Linked DNA regions of Triticum aestivum: region 2 is linked to region 1. Evidence: chromatin contacts called from public Hi-C data. All regions are on one chromosome and are shown on one strand. Each heading gives the region's core, a stretch centred on a gene start, on an enhancer-like site or on the middle of the called end of the contact. The rest is flanking DNA. Distances are from core to core; before and after follow the strand shown.

Region 1 (2,775 bases), core at 46-2,545:
GCCAGAGAAGAGAAGGTCGTTCATTCACACGGTCAGTACGGAGAACCATCGGCCGTTTGACTTTTCAACGCGTTTCATGGAGGAAGATTAGCCGCCCTCTGTTTCTTCCTCTCAGCCGCACGCGTGGTACTAGTACTATTGTTTTCTCATGGATGAAAGCAATCGCGACAGCAGGGAGGATGAATCGAATCGAGTAAAACGTGCATTTATTCTCGCCGAAAGCTACAATCTTCCTTGCAGATCTCGAGAGACCAACAATGTCGTCTACCAAACCCTGCCCGCCGATGATTGAAACCGACGGAAATTTGGATCTAGGAGACGACGGGAGAGAGAGAGAGACTCACGAGTAGTAGGATTTGTGCGGGGGGATGCTGCTGCGGCCGACGCCGCGGTTGTCGAAGCAGCAGACCTCGATGCCCTCGCCGACGTCCTCCTCCTCCGGCGCCGTCGCCGTCGCCGGCGCGGCGGCCTCCTCGTCCGTCCTCGCGGCGGGCTCGGGCACGTCGCCGCCGTCCGCCGGCTCCATGGACCCGGTCAGCCCCCTTATCTGCGGGCCCCACGAGTCGTGCGTCCCCGCCAGACCTGAAGCGAAGAACCATTTCTCAGAGAAGAGTTCCTCCGAACCAGAAAAAGGATTGAATTTTTCCACTGTATCGAATTGGCCGGGGGGCGGCGTGCTTACCGATGACGAGGAGCACCTTGGTGGCGCCGCGGCCGTAGCGGCGGTAGAAGAGGCGGACGCCCTCCCACTTGTCGCCGGCCTGGTACCGGTCCACCTCGCAGTAAGGCATTGCTTCGCCGGCCGCCTCTCCTCGCCTCTCGCCGCCACCGGGATCGATCGCCTGGCTCCTCTCCCTCTCTCTGCCAGGGATTTATGGATTTATTTAGCTTCTCGTTACTGGGGAACAGAACAGGTGGGTCGGGCTGGGTTGCCGAATCGGGGGCCGAATCGGATTTAAAACGAGGGGGAAACGGAGTGGAGCTCGGGAAGGAAAGGGCGGGCGATTTATAGCCGCCCGCGAGCCGGAGTCGTCCAGGCGGGCGGAGTCGGGGCCGCGAGGGAAACGGGTGTGGAGGAGGAGACGGATTCGCTGTGCCGGAACACGTGGATGGATGGATACGACCTGCGCGGCGCGCCGGCGGGGACACGTCGGCGGGTGGTGTCGCCGTCTGCTGAGTCAAAGGGGACGCGCTCGCTCGCGGCGGGAAGATGGGAGTGTGGGGTTGAGGTCCACGATTTTTGGGTGGCGATTCTTTTTGTGAGCGTGCTGGTAGTGGTTTGATCGGCGGCAGAGAGAGAGAGAGAGAGTTGCGCTGTGCTATTTGTTTTGTTTTTGTGGGTGGACGAACTTGTGGGTGGATAAAGCCGCCGCGACGACGATGATGATCGATCGATGGGGAAGCGGCGGTGGATTGTCTGGTTGTGCTGTGCGATTCCATAATAAAGATAAGAGAAGATGGTACTCCCTCCGTTCCATAATATAATGTGTATGCATTTTTCAAACTTAAATCTTAAAAAACGCGAGCGCACTATATCGTGAAATGGAGAGTAGTATATAAAGACATGTGAATAAACTCCTATACAAAGAACAGGGTGTGGATGCAAAGGTCCCGTATTGATAGGCTTAAGGAGATGGCCGAAACGCTAAATTTGTTTCACTTTGGCGCATTTTGGCGTGCACGAAAAAAACAGAATTAGAATGCTATTTGAAGATATGCATGGAAATATTTTTAATGATGAAAAAGAAACAGCTCCAGCATCCACGGATAGTATTGTAATAACTTTCTTTTACAAGAAGTATTGGCAGCTGGTTCGCGATAGTGTGGTGCATGAAGTGTTACACATGTTTTGTGGCGGCTATATCCGGGAAGGATGGAATGACACCATCATGGTCCTTATCCCAAAGGTGAAGAACCCTCGGAGTCCAAAAGACCTACACCCAATTAGCCTTTGCAATATTATGTGCAAACTTGTTCCAACAGCATTGCAAGCCGGTTGAAGTGCATCTCGGGGGAGATCATTTTGGGTAACCAAAGCGCCTTTGCTCCGGATAGGCTTATCTCTAATAATACAATATTGGCTTATGAAATGTTACATTTTCTAAAGAGGGGAACTGAAAGTGCTAGTTATCGACCAGAGAGGGGGTGAATAGGCGGTTTTTATGATTGTCTTCGAAACAGGCAATGTCTTCAAAGACGTGGAAGCAAAACAATAACTAAGCAGGGCGCAACGGAAGATAAACTACGGTACACATGCTGACATAACAACACAATTGATGTGAGAAGTGAATGCAGACAACAAACTAGGTAGCAGAGAACAATATTAACATTTAATGTGAAGACAAAGATGTAATCAAGGGATTGTCTTACACAATGACTTCAAACAGAATGAGCAAGCGAAGCCTTCACAATACAAAACACTAAGTGAGGAAGTGAAGTGATAGTTGCCCAGAGAAAACAAGTGATTTGTTGGACTAGTTCCAGATGCTGTAACAGTTGTACGTCTGGTTAGGGATGCTAAGATTAAACTCAGAAGAGCATGTCTTCAACTTATTTTCCTTGAGCTAAGGTCACCGTAGACCTCACCCAATCACTCAAGTAAGTCTTCAAAGGTAGACTTCTAAACCTTCACAAACTTTGTTCATCGGTAATCCACAATGGCTTTTGGATGCTCAGAACGCGACGCCTAACCGACTGAAAGATCATAGTCTTCAAGTGTAACATGTCTTCAGTTCACGCAAAACAGAATGTCTTCAGTGATGCTTAATCACTTTG
Region 2 (2,700 bases), core at 185-2,684, 210 kb after region 1:
AACGTTCTTACCTTCTCACTAACAGAACCAAAACCCACCATTTCTTGTTCCCCTTGCTTGGCCTTGCGAGAGGTTTTGAGTGGCTTTGGGTCATCGATTGGGAGGTTTCCCCCCGCCCTAGTTTTTTCTTTTGCCAGTACCCATCGAGGAAGGTGGATCCTTGGGTGAGCTACATGATAGGAAAAAGGGGGGACATAAAGAGAGGACGAATAACAATCACCAGTATGATTACCAACATCCAAAGAAATATGTCTTTCTTCCCATGCATGTCCATTACCAGAGTCTTCATCTGTCAAATGGTATATCAGTCAATACTGACAAAGCAACGCATATTGAACAAATAAGGAAGGGGTCTTACCCCAATCATCGCCACCATGATCTGTCTTCCATCAAGATGTTCCTAACTTCCCTCACCCACCATTCCGGCATGGCCCGCCGCTTGTGAGTCCAACCCCTACGCCTTCTTCGACGATCTCATGGAGGAGGAGGAGGAGGTCGACGACACCGACTAGATGATGTTGTCAGTGGTTCTACCATAGGTAGTAGAACATAGCAATGTCGAATAGCGACATCACATTGCATATTTTGAAAATGTCGCTTAGTGACATTTGGAATCACAAACAATATGTAATGCGACGACTTTTGGCTAGTAATATAAGTTTATTATGTTTGATGATGATTTGAACATGTTTCAATGTACCTTAAATTGAATATACAAAAAAGGAAACAAGTAAAACCACAAATGCTCTCGATGATGCCCTGTCGCTCCCGTGGCTCCTACCCCGCCGGTGCCGCCTGTTCTTGCTGTTGATGCTTCTCAGGCTGATTGGGATGCAACCAATACTCTCGATGATGCTGCGGTTGATGTTTATGATCAGCAGGTATCAGCTTATTCAGATGCTCTTTCTGTCTACCAAGATGATCTGTCTGCTTATACTCAGTGGTGCAATAATGATGCTCGAGCTGCTCGTGTTCTTACTGCGAGTGTTCTCTGACTACTCATGAGGTGTCCAAGCTGCAGACTACCCACGCACGCATGCATGCATGGCGGATGACAACAAAATCGAGCGAGATACCCGATCCACAAACGTGTGGAAGAGGGAAGTGGAATGGTCGAGTCGACCAGACATGCACGCTCCATCCACCAATTGATTCTTTTTTTTAATCAATTCTTGGAGGACTCTTTCACGATAACTTGTTTCCGGAGAGGCCGGAAAATTCAAGGACGTGGACGGTGGAAAGCCTCTTCCTTTTCTTTGTCGGCGGCTCTTCACAACCGGTTAGCCAGAGCCAATGAACCATATTAGATTAGCGACGGCTAACGGTGCTGCTTAATTAATTACTAGGCGTCAACCAAAAAGCTCAGCTCCGACCCCAGCCATGAGTGGGAGTGGCCCGTCATCATTGCATTTGCACAGCGACCTAGCCAAGCCATCTCGTCTGACCGTGACCTGCAGCGCCTATCTTTTCTTTGCACAACACAAGTCTCAAAGCGTGGGCATTCTTTTTCTTCCCCACAGAAATCGAATGAAGCTACACCTCAAGAAAAACCAAAGAATGGATTATCACCAACGAAGTTGGCCTTCTTATCTGACCACGCAACGCTCCGAGACGGCAGACAGACCGGGTGAGGCAAGGAAAGCATACACAGTCAAAAGAATCATACTGTATGCAACTGAAGAAAGAAAATTCAGATACTCCTACTTTATACCAAAGGAAGGCAGTACGTGGCTTGCAGAAATTAGAAGGTGCGGTACGTCATGACCCTTCCCGAAAGAGTTTGTTGGTTATGAGATGTTCCTTCCTTCCCGAAAGTGTTTGCGGTGTACCCTCTCAAGTATATCCAGTATCTCGAGAGGGTAACTACACAAACATAGCAGTACACAGTATATCCAGTACTACATCTGAAACCATATACGTTTGCGGTGTACCCTCTCAAGTCAATCTCCTGTTAGCACTAGCACTCGGCTATCACGAATGCGTGAAGCAATGCAACAGAGTGTACAGAACACCACTGCCTAGCTCTGTCATTAATTCATTTCTCCCAGACAGACCAAGCAAAGCGTCTTAATAACCAAGAACAAAAAAGGAATACTACTCACAGATGACCACAACCGATTCTTTCCGGATTAACTTATACGCACCTTTATCACTTTTGAAGTCGAAGTATCCCTGTCATGACTACTTCCTGGAGTACCGTTGAAGTTTTTCCTGCGCAGGAATCAGATAAACTAATGAAGGTCGTTCCATATGGATAAACTGTTGAAAGAACAACCAAAGGCAGCAAAAGGGAAGGAATAGCGAACCTGAAGATGCAGTGACCAGTAGAGCCACCACAGAGGGTTGCAGCGAGGACTGTCTTTTTTTTTTTTAAACGGAACACATGTATTCCATTACGATGACGATCTGGCTAAGTCGTCTGTTACAAAGTTTTATACAAACTCAGGGAAGTGGCCTAACCAGGCCTCACACCCTCCACTCCCTAGACCATGACCATACGCAGCTAAAGAGTGTGCTGCATTGTTACGGATTCTAGGACATACATTTAGCTTAGCAACATCAAAAGCAACATTCAACTGAAATTTTATCTCCTGAAACAATGATCCTGGAGTAGATTTATCATACTCTTCGCTTGTTGCCGCCTGCTTCAGCACCATGGAATCAGTTTCAAAGATAACATGATTGCCTCCCATCCTTGCT

What was found. A called contact is a pair of places that touch in the nucleus more often than the background predicts.
Region 2: a Hi-C map of leaf shows a contact between it and region 1, with 2.8 times the contacts expected there. The contact joins the enhancer-like site here to the promoter of LOC123182834 in region 1. A contact is called at or near these places in 2 of 5 Hi-C or Micro-C datasets (both in leaf).

What each region holds. Positions count from the first base shown.
Region 1 is chr1D:450,541,799-450,544,573 of IWGSC CS RefSeq v2.1, forward strand. LOC123182834 (putative aminoacrylate hydrolase RutD) reads right to left here and starts at 1,296. Exons shown (of 10, transcript XM_044595504.1): 1 at 683-1,296; 2 at 345-582. The coding sequence starts at 791.
Region 2 is chr1D:450,748,532-450,751,231 of IWGSC CS RefSeq v2.1, forward strand. No RefSeq gene overlaps it. Among protein-coding and RNA genes, the nearest start is that of LOC123174547, 28 kb to the right of the region's middle. Within about 2 kb of position 1,435, at least 1 of the 8 cell types and tissues checked has an H3K27ac peak or open chromatin away from gene starts, as enhancers often do. A contact at or near this core is called in leaf, where this site is marked.